Regions from separate parts of the Ovis aries genome. Here region 2 is linked to region 1. Evidence: chromatin contacts called from public Hi-C data. All regions are on one chromosome and are shown on one strand. The core of a region is the stretch at or near the end of the contact, and the rest is flanking DNA. Distances in the headings are between cores, read along the strand shown.

Region 1 (7,433 bases), core at 2,081-4,580:
TAGTTTTTATCTGAGTGGAAAGTCTGGGTCTATACAAACAAATCCATTGAACTGGATCTTAATTTAATGTGACGTTTGCTTGCTGGTTTGAGATGACTAAGTTCTAATCATTCATGAAATAACCAAAGTAATACATCAATACTTTATAATATTTAGACCTTCTCAGCTGCTGTGCCCCCGAAGTCCCTTAATCTGTTCTTCTGTCAGCACTGCTTCAATCCCACAACCCCACTCTGTCACCCTGGTACCCAAGCAGGCCAGGGAACTCCCTCCCAGGTGTGAGGCACTGCACTGACTCTACTAGCTTTTTTCAAAGTTTATTCGCATTGTACAGATGGAGAAACAATCAAAGAACTACTTGTCTCAAGTGGTTTCACTGCCTGCTACTCTGATTGTTCTCTTAGACTGCTGCTGCTGCTAAGTTGCTTCAGTCATGTCCAACTCGGTGCAACCCCATAGACGGCAGGCCACCAGGCTCCTCTGTCCCTGGGATTCTCCAGGCAAGAACACTGGATTGGGTTGCCATTTCCTTCTCCAATGCATGAAAGTGAAAAGTGAAAGTGAAGTTGATCAGTCGTGTCCGACTCTTAGCGACCCCATGGACTGCAGCCCACCAGGTTCCTCCACCCATGGGATTTTCCAGGCAAGAGTACTGGAGTGGGGTGCCATTGCCTTCTCTTCTTTTAGACTAGTGCTATTCAAAGTGTGGCCCACTAGGCAGGTTTAGAGTCAGTCCATGAGAAAGAGCAGAAATGAGAGGAAGAGGTTCAGAAACTTTACTAGCAATTTGACAGAGTAACTTTATGTGTGCTGAGTTTAATAAGAATTTGGGCTGTTTAAAACAACATTTTCACATTTCTAGAAGTTTTAGTCAGTTATATTACATTTTACAAAATAGTTCACAATGCATTAAATATTTAAAAAATCCCTGCACGACTGGTTCTCAATCAGAGACAGTTTGAAAAACACTGCATTAGACCAGACAGTCTTTATAATTAGACTCTTACAATGAAGATATACTGGCCACATGGAAACCAGTGTCATTTAATTTTGATATTTGTGTTTTTTGCAGTTTCAGTGTCTTTAACTCATTTGCAATTTCCAGGAACAGTACAGTGAGTGATATGATAAGAGTTCTGGGGTCCTTGCTCAGTTTGGCTCTAATAATGAGGCAGGAGATAGATGGGCCCCAGGCTGAACAGTCTCTCCCCTGAAGAGAGAAACTCCCAAACAGTAGGAACTTCATAAAAGCAGGATCATAGAGGAGGCTGGGGCTTTTCCAGATAGAAGATGAGTGCATGCTAAGTCACTTCAGTCATGTCCCACTCTGTGCATCCCTATGGACTGTAGCCCGCCAGGCTCCTCTGACCATGGGATTCTCCAGGAAAGAATACTGGAGTGGGTTTCCATGCGCTGCTCCAGGGGATCTTCCCAAGCCAGGGATCGAACCTGCTCTCCTTACATCACCTGCATTGGCAGGGGGGGTTCTTTACCACCAGCGCCACCGGTAAGAGACCACATATTCCTCATTTTCAGAGTTAAGGAAAACTCCCTGCCTATATCCATGCTGAGAAAAGGCTCCTTGGAGGTCAAAAGAGAGAGGGCATCACCTCAGTTAGTGATGTCAGCTGCCCATAAGTCTCTTGGCTAGAATTCATCATGGCTAAAAGATACACGCACACATGGGAGGACCCTGAGAAATATCAAATACAGACTCAGAAACAGGGAAAGCAAGATGATTTGTCAAAGGAAATCTGGAAGAAATGACTCATAAAAGTGACTGCAAACTACCATGAGGGCGCGACTTTTAAAAGTACCAATACTCTTTCACCTAGAAATTCCATTTCTGGGTATTTATCTTAAAAAATTTACATTCATGAAAATGTCCTATGGTTTCCTTATAATGTCATAAAGGAAATAAGTCTGAGAATGAAGAATTTGGTAAATTTTGTATGTTCACTTAATATACTTTTACACAGCTTCTGAAGTGTTTATGAAGCTTATGAAGAACTAGGAAAAAACAGTTATAAAAGCAAAAACAAAAAAGCACCCCAAACCAACAAGGATCCAAAATTGTGTGTACACTATGAGCACAGCATTATAAAATAAATAGGCATGAGAAAATGTCTAAAGGAAAATAAGCTGAATGCTGAGCACCTGTGTTAGGGTGAAGGCGTTTTTTTCTTTTATTGTCCTCGTTTTATGATGTGGTCAAAATTATTTTTACAGTGAATACAATTATCAGTTTAAAGGCTGAGTATAAAATAGCCTTCACTGGCACTCTCATTTGAAAGTATTAAATAAAGTACCAAAAACCTCTTTTGTAGTCATCATTTACAATCCTTTACTCTTCTAAAGATCACATTTTGAGACTGTCAACCTCTAAGTTTATCAAATTGCTGGTAGGTATTAATGCCATTGAGCAGGGCATGACAACCCACTCCAGTGTTCTTTCTTGGAACTCCCATGGAGAGAGGAGCCTGACCGGCTATAGTCCATGGGGTCACAAGAGTCAGACACGACTGAAGCTATTTAGAATGCACACACGCATTCCTGCCTTCATTTGTATAGAAAAGAACATAATGGACATTCCCAATCCCTTCATTTTACGCATAAGAACTCTGAAGCCCAGCTTCCCCAGATAGTAGCAGAAGCAAAATCTGAACCCAAGTCTACTAGGTTATCTACCAGTAATTTAACACCATTTATATAGTTCCACCTCGGAGAAGGCAATGGCACCCCACTCCAGTACTCTTGCCTGGAAAATCCATGGATGGAGGAGCCTGGTGGGCTGCAGTCCATGGGGTCGCAAAGAGTCGGACACGACTGAGCGACTTCACTTTCACCTTTCACTTTCATGCATTGGAGAAGGAAATGGCAACCCACTCCAGTGTTCTTGCCTGGAGAATCCCAGGGACGCGGGAGCCTGGTGGGCTGCCGTCTATGGGGTCGCACCGTGTTGGACACGACTGGAGCGACTTAGCAGCAGAAGCAGCAGCAGCATATAGTTCCACCCACATCCACCCACGAGTATTAATAGACTTGCCATTGCTACTGACTGTTGAATCCTGGCTTACTACCATTCTGGCTGGCTTGAGGGGTTGAGTCCTTTCTCTACAGGTAGTGCTTGAGCTTTCACTCTTCACCGCTTGGGGGCCTGAAGAAGCCTCACGAGGTTTTCTCCCTGTTTAAGTACTCCCCCTCTGAATCCCCAGCGCCCGAAGTGCCGCAGAACCCCGGCAGGGGGCGTTGTGACCCTGACTCCGCGGCCCCTCCCCTGGCCAACCGTCGATTGGGCCGGCGCGTGACGTCACGCCGTTTTAGCCAAACAAATGGGTTTCGGGGCGAGCGTTGGGCTCCGCCGCGCCGCGCTGGGCGCTCGGTCTGTCTCAGCGGTGGGGAGCGAGCCAGGCCTCCAGCCGCCGCCGCTGTATAGGGGTGTGCAGCCCCTGGCCAGGCCCCGGCCGGGGCAGGAGCGCAGGTGGGTCCGGGCTGGGGTGGGGCGTGGCGCGAGAGCAGCGCGGTCGGGGTCCGGCGGCGGCCACGGTGGCCGCTCCCCGCCCCCTCCCGCCGCCCGCCTGCGCTCTTGGGGCGCCGGGCGGGTGGGGGCGGGGGTGCCGCCCGCCGGTCCGAGGCTCGGTCTGGGGCAGGGACTCGGTGGCCTGCACCTTGTCCTGGGACGGCCTCCGCCTGCACGCGGGCCGGGCGCTGAGCGCCCCCGCGGGGCTCGGAGGGTCAGGCGGGCCGGCGGGCGGGAACGGGGTCGCGGGTCTGGGTTGAAGCCGAAGAGATCCGGGATAGGCCCTGAGGAGTTTCAGGATCGTCTCTCCCACCCCCGGTACTGGCGGCCGGTGAGGAAGTCGGGCCCTGGGTGGGGGTTGTTTTGCCCGGTGGCTCCCGCCAGGGTTCGGCCGCTCCGTCCTTCCCTGTCCCAGCGCAGGTGAGCTGGCGCCTGTCCTTAACCTTCTTTGGGGACCGGGCAGGACGGAGGCTCGGAGGCTTCTCTGGCTTCTGGGCTGGTGCAGGTCGACTGCGGTTCCGCCCCAGTCCGCGATGAAGTCACAGTGTTGTGGGTCCGCGTGTCTGTGACGTCAGGGGTTACGAGGAGATGAGCTGTGATGTCACTGCAGGCCCTGGGGGTTCGGAACCCAGGCGCGCAGAAGTGCCGGGAGGACCGGGAGGGGAAAGAAAGGAAGTTCAAGCTTCTGTCAGCGCCTGGGGTCCCAGAGAATTTGCATCGAAAGTTGTTCGATATCAGCATTTTACAATTTTAATGTAGTAGTTGTCAAGTTCTTTAACTTCATTTCGAACAAGCATTGTTACACAGTTCAATATAAGACCCATTTGATTTAGGAAAATCTCAATCAGGAGGATTTTTTTTTTTTGGTGGGGGTGGATGGTGGCTGTTTGATCTAAATGCTTTTCAGAGAGCTTAACTGTAGTTTGATGGCTTGTGATTGGAATTGCTGAAAAAGAACCAATTTGAGCGCTGATGATTTCCTTACTGTTTCTTGCTATACAGTTTTGAAATAATTTATCTGCCCATTTGCTTTTTTGTTGTTAAGAGAGTGACTTGGAAGAGAGCGGCTTTTAAGTCAACTTTTTCTTTTGTAAAAAGGAAAGGAGGAGGCCTGAATTAATGCAATATTATTGTTAAATAATAATTACCTGGGGATTTAATTTATCCGGGTTGTCCCTACCCATGGATAATTGAGGGTTTCCTGCGGTTATAGCTCACCAAAAAGGCTTTTTCTTGTTTTCCTACTAAGACTGGGTGTAACAGTAAAATAACATATACCAGGAACTGCTTGCCTGGACAAGTAACTAAAATTTTGTCTGTAGTGCTTGCAAATATGAAACTACGGAATTTTTAAAAATGCCTTGTCTGTAAACACCTCTTTTCTTCCGAAGCTTTCCAAAGAGATCAGGCTAGACCTGCTGTTACTAGCTTCAAGTATTGCAGCATATCAGTACTTTTGCTCATCATTTCTTCCTCTCTATAAAACCATTTAAATAGAATCTAGTTTGAGAGGTAGATGGCTGAAATTGAAGCATAATTGCAATTTAGTGTCTTCAGCTGGAAGCTAGGATGGGAGTCCTCAGTCCCTCCCCATTGACCTTGACTTATTAGGGGTTTTCTGTTGTTAATACTTCTTCTCTTATTTGCTCTTTAAAGGTGATTGAAAAGGTATTGCATTTCTAGATTTTGCGTCAACATGCTGGTGGAAGTTGTGCTGTGTGTCTTTGTTTACACAGAAAATGAAAACAGAAATTTACCCTTGTTAATTACTATTAGATTTGACTGGAAGTTCACAAAACAGGATGTTCTTGTAAATCTCATTTTAATACTCACCACACTTTGGACATTCTACAGCATTGTGTGTACTATTTGAAAATTACAATATACATATTTTAAAACATTAGGAATTGTGTGGTGACAGTGTTAAGGCTCTGAAGACATAATTTGGTTTTTTGGATCCTCAAGACTGATAAGTATCAAATTAACAATGAAATTGCTGATTTCGAGGGTGTTAACCAAGCTACTCTTTAAAATTAAATGATCATGACAAGATATTATGTAATGGAGTTGAAGGAGGTACAAAAAGAACACTTTAATATCTTTTCCAATGAGCCTTTCTGGGGAAGGCCACATGGATGTGTATAAATTAAATGTACTAGTGCTCATGGGAAGGGGTGAAAGTCAAACTGTGTAAGTTGAAAGACACATAAATGATAATAAAATAGCTTCCCCTTGGCAGTGCATCTCCCCCACCCCATTGTGTTTAGCAGTTTATTAATTTTTTTAATGGAAAATGAGTTTTTTATTCTGAATAAAGGTCTTCATGTATTCTGATATGACTGAGAGACAATGAAAACTATAAAAAAAACAGCTATGAATAGTTGTATAACTAAACCAGCCGTAACACATAAACATTTTTACAGTTTGTTTCTACTTTGGGCAGGTTATTTTTCACCCAGGCCTTGCAGTATTGGGAGTAGGAAGCAGTTTTTACTTCTTATAAATGAAAATTTATTTGAGATCAGTATTATTTTGTTATTTTATCCAGTTGCTGTATTTAGGGGACTAAGTGATACAGCATCTTTCTGACAGATAAAAGCAAATATAAACAATAAAAGTACTAGAAATTCTTTAGGATATGTTTATTGGATCAATTATTAACACATAGAATTAAAATTCTTATACATATTTTTTACTTCATTTTCTAATAAATTTATGCTCAGCCAGTTTAATTTGTGCAGTTTTGATACTCTAGTAACCCTTAATCTTATTTTCATATTTGTTGGGGAGAGAACATACTAATGGTTAGAGACATCATTCAGTGTTATCTTCCAAAATTTGCAGCTGTTTAGAACCAGACACTTGAGAGAAGCTACTATGGTAGAATGAATGCCTTCCTTGTTAGGTCATGTGTGACAAAGGCAAAATTCAGCAAGTGCATAATCTGCGGTCCTTTGGAAGCAACAATAACAAAAAAGAGCAAATGAACTCCAAATGCATTTAGGTCATTGGAAATTGAATTCCTGTCGATTCTTACCCATGCATAATTTATCTTCCCCCCTTTTAGTTCATGTTTATGGTACTTTGACGCTGATGAACATACTGTATTATCTGGGGAAAGCATTAATGATTTAAATATAGGTGTTTCTTAAAGTCGGTTGAAAGAGTTTGTCAGCCTTTTGTTTCTAGGTCCATCTTCTAGTTTGCTTTCCACAGAAGAGGCTCCAGATCTTCCCTTTTTAAATGTTCAGCTCTGGAAACTTAGCACAAACATTTTTCAACCTCAACACAATGTAGATTTAAATGTGAAACTAAGCTCTGTTTATGTACCATGTTATTATCAAGCATGGGTTTTACTCATACAGCAAGCATTTTGGGTACTCTCTGCCAGGTCCTCAGCCAGGGACTGTGTGACCTTTGTTCTAACATTCTGTTGGGGTGGAGGGCCTTGAGTCTGAAGTGCAAAAATTGGACCAAGAGGGTGAACATTTATGTTAACACAGATTGGTCACAGGTTTAGAATGAGAAACAGATTATTTTATCCCAAGACAGACAAAGGGGTTAGGCTCCACAAATTTGGATTGTTCTAGAATGAAAGGAGCTTAGTGAGTATGCATTTTTTTTCAGGCAACAAGTACTCAAGACCAGAACTAGCCTGTGTAGTCTGTCTAAGACTAGAGATAGAGCTAGAGAGAAGAAGAATAATCCAGACATCCCTCTAGAAGAATGTATATACCTTTTTTCTTCTTAAGATCAGTCCTTTAATTGACTAACTTCTGAAATAATGTGAGCCTCTCACAGCCTCATTTCCAGTCTGCTTTTTTCCCTCTATCATTTTATCATGAAAATTTCAGTCACAGAAAAGTTGCAAGAATTGTTTATACATTGAATACCTAAATATCCACAACCTAGA
Region 2 (6,741 bases), core at 1,875-4,374, 82 kb after region 1:
TATGCCTGTTTTCCCAAATCAAATCCTTGAGGACGAAGACTTGCCACCATCAAGAATGTTCAGCAGAGTTCATCACAGACTGTGTAGGCAATCCCCAAAAAAGGGTTCCGGGAATGTTTAGAGCACTGGCCCTGTATTTGAAATAAGTGAATAGTGTCCTGTGAAAAGAATAGCAGTACTCTTGGATGAAAAGTATGCTTACAAAGGAAAAGTCAGGCACCTTACTTAGACCTTGTATGCTTGATCTGTGAGGTTGATGTTTGTGATTGGAGATGGATTTCATGCCCTGTGGTGTTTACAGTGTATATAATGGTTGTGTTTTCCTAGGGCTGTGAAAGTGCACATTAAACCCGAGCGCCTTTACTTTAGACGAGTGCTTTTGGCCCCTCTGTAAATACCATTAAAATCCAGTTGTAAATAGTGGATGCAGACTGAACGTAATCACCACAATGCAGCTAGGCTAGTGTTGCAGCTACAATCGTGTGGGTTGCTTTGTTTTTTGGGAGGTTGGGGGGGGGGGTCTCATCTCAAATTTGTACATCCTGTATAAAATATGAATGTTTCCCAAATAAACTATGAATGTTTTCTGTATAATATATGAATGTTTCTGAGAAGAAACTCTAAATAGTTAAGAGGTTAACCTGTTGAAAGGATACCAAATAATGGTTTAACTGGACAACCTTAAAAATTAGCATAGAGAGCAATCTTTTGTTATATTTTAGTGATTCATCAAGAATGAGAGAATATTATATAGTCAGATTATAACATTTTTGTCTATTCTGTCTGGTTACAAATTTTTTTTTCAATAAAAACATGCATCTTAAGTGGAACCTGAGTTTTGCAGATTTGTTTCCTTTTTTGAGGTAATATTAGAGATATTGTAAACTGAGTCCCAAGAGTCTAAAAAATTGAGTTGTTGGGAGGGGGAGAGAGAATACCACTGGAAAGAGGCCATCTTCACTTAACAGTATGAGCTGACATTTTTACAAACCTTTAACACTTACTTTGCATTCGTCTGCCCAGGACTGTCTTTATTTCCTATTGGATGAGGTATTATTATCTATGCATGATGAGTTAATTATTTAGAAGTCAGTGAGGATTTATTCAGACCTGTGTTCATGTAATGCTTGGTGGGGCTGAAAAGTATCTGGCCCCAGAAAGCTGCTGTGGAGGACCTGCAAGCTAGGTTGGCTTGAATTGAGTTGAGTTGAGTTGAGTTCAGTTCAGTCGCTCGGTCGTGTCTGACCCTTTGTGACCCCATGAACTGCAGCACGCCAGGCCTCCCTGTCCATCACCATCTCCCGGAGTTCACTCAGACTCACGTCCATCGAGTCTGTGATGCCATCCAGCCATCTCATCCTCTGTCGTCCCCTTCTCCTCCTGCCCCCAATCCCTCCCAACATCAGGGTCTTTTCCGATGAGTCAACTCTTTGCATGAGGTGGCCAAAGTACTTGAGTTTCAGCTTTAGCATCATTCCTTCCAAAGAACACCCAGGGCTGATCTCCTTTAGAATGGACTGGTTGGATCTCCTTGCAGTCCAAGGGACTCTCAGGAGTTTTCTCCAACACCACAGTTCAAAAGCATCAATTCTTCGGCATCAGCTTTCTTCACAGTCCAACTCTCACATCCATACATGACCACTGGAAAGACCCCAGCCTTGACTAGACGGACCTTGGTTGGCAAAGTAATGTCTCTGCTAATCACCAACAAAGCCTTGCAGCTGCATCAGTTCCTGGCTGTCAGGAAGCACTGGTGAGTGTTCCAGGGGCGGGGCTGATGGCAATGATGAAGACTGCGCTGGTCCCACAGAAGGATGTGAAGGTGGAGGAAAGCTTTGGCCAGGACTGCCAAGCAGAGTGGGGCAAGGCTGGAGTCGAGGGAGCCAGGTTCACCTGTGGTGGAGGTGGTGTGGCCACAGAGCGGCTGCTTTCTGCCCTTACCCTTGGGCAGTAGCTGCTCCTCCCTGAAAAGGGGAAACTAAAACTAGGAAGTGTCTCTGGACGCTGAGCAAGCAGGCACATCGTGATACCGCCGACACGCTTGGCTGGAGCCCTTCTGTGACAGGACCGACAAGGCCGTGGAGGCGGACTTCCCCCTCAGGCTGTTGGTGTCCTTCTCGTGACTCACCCTTGCCGACGTAAGGGCGAGTGCTTCCCATCCCCAAGGCTGAAGTTCCAGCACTTGCCCTCCCCTGTGGTGTGCTCTAAAGCGGCCGTCTCAGTGGGCCTCCCTGATGTGAGGTTTGTTTTACTCGATTCAGGAGTAAAGGGTGCACTCACAGGACTTCACACAGCTTGGTGTGCGGAAAGCGCCTAGTGTCTGTCAGCTTTCACTGTTACTGGCGCGTGGTTCTGCATGAGGCCACGGTGCTTCTCCCAGGTCAGCCATCCTGGATCTGGTTTTCATGTGGGACACAAAGCTGCAAGTGAGGGCCTGGACTGACAAAGAGCAGGAGACGAGAAGGCCCAACCCCATCTTGGCATGCAATTCTTCGGGTCCTCAGAAATCACTGATGACCCCTTTTGAACCCGATGCAAGACCCAGTTCCCAGGGGTGTCTGTGTGAATGGTAAGAGAACTTCGGGAGGTGGTGTCAGAGGGCGCCTCCTCCCTGGTCTTCGTTTCTGGACGAGATGAGTGTAGCTTTTCCCCTTAGGAGAAAGATGCTGTGCTTGAGCCCCCTAGTGCCAGGCTGGGGAAACCAGTTCACTTCTCGCTTCTGCAGCACCGCAGTGCTCCCTGCCTGACTGTAGAATCCTAGACTCATAAGAAAGGAAATACTGTGGCCATGAGGACCCTAGGCTCACCCCAACTCCGCCCCTGTGGGGACCCAAAGGAAGAAAACTTACCCCTTCAGCTTTTGCTCAGAGGGTCTGAAATACTTGGCCTATCAGCTCTCTCCCACCCCTCACTTCACCGTTTGAAAGAAAATCCAGAAAGGAAAGGGCAAAAGGGCCAAGGTTAAACATTTTTTTCAGGCCTTGTCAAAATGACTCACATTAATATGGCCATGTAGAAGGCTCATTCACAATCGAGCACGTTCCCTGCCCTAGCACACTGACAACTCTGCACAGGAGGCATCTCCTCGGCAGCCCCCACCCTGTCCTGCCCAGCTGGTTTGCCTGGTAGTGCCTCTACTGCCTCTCGTGTGTCTGGACTCCACTCAGGGCTTGTGGAGGGCAGCTTGGCCGTGCCCTCGCTCAGCACCTCACACCCAGTGCGCGCACGTGCCATAAAAACTTTTACACCTCTTGAGTCGTCATGTGGATGTGAGGGGTGCTGGCCAGCTCTGACTGCTCCACTGTAACTCCTAGTAGGAGAAACATGAAGAGGGATGAAGGGACCTGGGAGGACCTTTGCCTCTGGCCACGGCTAGTCCCGGGGAACTTTCTTGGTGAGGGTTGCTTCCGTAGCCGCGCTGGCAGTCTTGCTGGGTGACTGTCAGCTGTGTTTGGCATGATCTGGGCTTTGTCATGTTTTCCCCGGCAGCAGGTTCCTCACCTTCCCGACTGCAGAAGGCTGAGTTGCTAGGTAAGCTTGATCTTGGAGTTCCCTTCCTGGATTCTGTCCAACCACCCTTCTAACTTGGACTTGTCAGGGCCTCCCTGCCAACCTTTATGAACTGGCCTGATTTTTTATTATGTGGGTCTTCCTGGACATTCCCCCGCCCTCACCCCCCACTGCTTTACTAGCCTCTGTTCCTTCTTTACTCAGCAGACTGGCTATTCTTCCTCTCCTACCTCCCACAGCCTATCTCAAAAAGACTAAAGCCCATCTGTGCCAAAACCCTGCTGTACCATAGACTGCACCAGTAACCAGAGCTGGTATTACCTAGCCCTTACTGTCAGGTACCATGTTGTGTTTACATAAAGGCGTTCTCTGCCATGCACAGCAACTGGCACTCAGGGAATCTGACAGTTTCTATCCCAGATGTTGCTTTGGGTTCAGACAAACTAGTTCTGCAGTCTCCGTGACTGGCAAAAGGACCTTCACGGGAAATGTGCAGTCCCTTCTGACATGCACCTAAGTGTGTGGCCATAGTTGTTGTCTGCATAACCTCATGGGAAGAGCAAACATCACTGTGGTTATGAACCCTTGGGGGACTTCCGGTGTATGTACATCTAACTCATTTAGGCAAAACCCAGTTAGGCAGTAACACCTATTCTAGGTGGTTTGCTTGACCTGGTATTATTCAGTATCTCAGACGGTAAAGAATCTGCCTGCAATGTAGGAGGCCTGGGTTTGATCCCTGGGGTGGGAAGATCCCCTAGAGAAGGGAATGGCAACCCACTCGTCTTGCCTGGAGAATTCCATGGACAGAAGAGCCTGGCAGTCTATAGTCCCTGGGGTCACAAAAAGTCGCACACAACTGAGTGACACATACATACATAATTTTAAAGGAGCAGAGCCACTGAAATTGGCAGTTGGGAAGGGAGTGGGAGCAGAGAGATGCCATCTCCTCTGCTACAACCACCCTGGTGAGACATGGTGCTCCTCTGACTGAGTGCAAAGTGAAACCTTCCACTCTCAAAGGCCCCCTCATCTCCTCTTCACTTAGTAGAGAACAGACCTCAGAACAAACTAGTTTTGGGACCCGTTGTCTCAAATTCTTTTTGGATTAAGATTCTTTGGAGGCTATAAAAGTTTAAAATTAGAAACCTCTACTTAAGTGTTTTGCTTTTCTCTTTGGAATGACAAAACCCAGCAGGGATTAGGTTCAGAAGTCAGCATTTACGGAGAAAATGGCATACAGCTGAAATGAAGTCCTGCACGTCCATCTCCCACCAGTAGAGAAGGATACATGCCAGGCACAGTGGTGGGAAATGTGCAAGTCCTGTAAGAGGACTGGTGCTTGCTGAGTGATGAGCAGATCACGTCTCCTAATTAACTCAGGCAGAATCACTTGTGCTATTTTAATTATTTCCCTCCTTTACAGCCACCTTCCCTACCACCCCCATCAGAGAATAAAACTGCTTTACTAACTGGTATTTTTAGACGTCTATTAAGTAGTATGAAGAGGTTGATAGAAGATTCAAAACCAGATTCAAAATCGATTATTTGCCAATCAGTAAAATGCAGAGCAAAATTGTATCCGTTAGTGCCCTATCCATTTGGAGGGGAAACGGCCCGTCTGTGTGTAACCATGTTTGCAGCCCCGTGGGCAGGCAGGGACGGACAGGACTCTTCTGGGACAGAGCCATTGATGACCTCGGCTCTTCCTCACCAAGCCTCCTGTATGGGTAGCCAGGCACGCTTCTGCTGCAGGGTGTGTGGCCTGCCACGAACAATTCTCCTTCCACCCCAGCCTGGGCTGATTGCTCTCCTAAGCAGAGACTGCTCTGGCTGCCCTGGCATCCAGGCTGGGACCTCTCACACCATCTTTCCCCAGGTCAGTAGTCTCCCTTCAGGCTTCCGATGTGTGCTCTGCGGAGGCTCTTTACTGCATACCTTCTCAACAGGGCTGTGGACACACCCCAGAAGAGTGAATTAAAGGAGGGTTTAAGTGTAAGCAAAGGGGTAAGCCCTCCCCAGTTTTTGTGGCCCAGGGCAAGAATATAAATGAACCCTCCTACAGCCTCCCACCCACCGCTGTTTAATATTTTTCATGCTAATCAGATGAAATAGTATTTGGGGGTATCCTGAATTAAACTATATTATACATTTTACCTATTTCTTCTTACCTTTTTAATGAGACTACCAGAAAGTTTAGAATCACATATGTGGGCTACAATAAATATTACACTGGATGGCACTGCTATAGGTGAGTGTTTCTAAAACATTAGTGCACGTTATGTTTTGGGCATTAAAGGTCTTGGTCAAGAGCTTTCCAGACCTCAGCAGACTTTTTCTCCAAGGCCATCAGTGCAGCAGAACTTCCAATGTAAGCCAGTACCAGTACCCCTAAGCCAGATAATAGGTGTACCATTAGGGTGCAAGTCCAGGGTGCTAGACACGGTCCTTCCTACTCTGACAGCAACTATTGCTGAATACATTACTGATGTAGAAGATATGCCGTTTCTATCATTATTAATCACCCTTTGGTTGGGAGATGTTTCTCTCCCATCTACTACCTTTCAAACCACTTGCCCCTCTGTTATTAAAATCGAGAGCCATCTACTTGCTTATGCTCTACAAATGTCTTCCTGATAATGTTTCAAATTTAGGGAAATAAGCTGCTGGGAAGGGCAGGAGAGCCCCTTCCTCAAAATCCAGGTGTCTCCAGAAGTCATACAGGAAATGCTAAAAAGCCATGCCCCAGGGGGAGATGGTGAACAAGCTGATATGGACCTGGAGGTATTGATGCGCCTTCACGACCGAGCTGCTTCCACTCTACTGACGCCCACCCCTCTGCAGCTTACCTAGTGCTGTCAGACAGGAGAGGGCGATAGCACCCACTCCAGTGCTCTTGCCTGGAGAATCCCATGGGCGGAGGAGCCTAGTGGGCTGCAGTCCATGGGGTCCCCAAGAGTTGGACACGACTGAGCAACTTCACTTTCACTTTTCACTTTCATGCATTGGAGAAGGAAATGGCAACCCACTCCAGTGTTCTTGCCTGGAGAATCCCAGGGACGGGGGAGCCTGGTGGGCTGCCGTCTTCGTGGTAGCACAGAGTCAGACACGACTGAAGCGACTTAGCAGCAGCAGTGCTGTCAGATACCTCCTGCCTATTTCTCACTTTCTAAAGGGACCATTTGAATTCTCCATCAGGTTTTCTCCCCACCAGACTATTACCTCATTCCT

Evidence for each region. Hi-C and Micro-C count contacts between places; a contact is called where the count stands out from the background.
Region 2: a contact with region 1 is called in a Hi-C map of hypothalamus, with 4 times the contacts expected there. The contact joins the enhancer-like site here to the promoter of FBXO34 in region 1. A contact is called at or near these places in 12 of 16 Hi-C or Micro-C datasets (blood, hypothalamus, liver and 5 more).

The regions. Positions count from the first base shown.
Region 1 is chr7:65,814,518-65,821,950 of ARS-UI_Ramb_v3.0, forward strand. FBXO34 (F-box protein 34) reads left to right here and starts at 3,331. Exons shown (of 4, transcript XM_042252553.1): 1 at 3,331-3,481.
Region 2 is chr7:65,896,482-65,903,222 of ARS-UI_Ramb_v3.0, forward strand. It overlaps FBXO34 (F-box protein 34), which reads left to right. Exons shown (of 4, transcript XM_042252553.1): 4 at 1-830. Among named protein-coding and RNA genes, the nearest start is that of ATG14, 41 kb to the right of the region's middle. Within about 2 kb of position 3,125, at least 26 of the 54 cell types and tissues checked have an H3K27ac peak or open chromatin away from gene starts, as enhancers often do. A contact at or near this core is called in hypothalamus and liver, where this site is marked.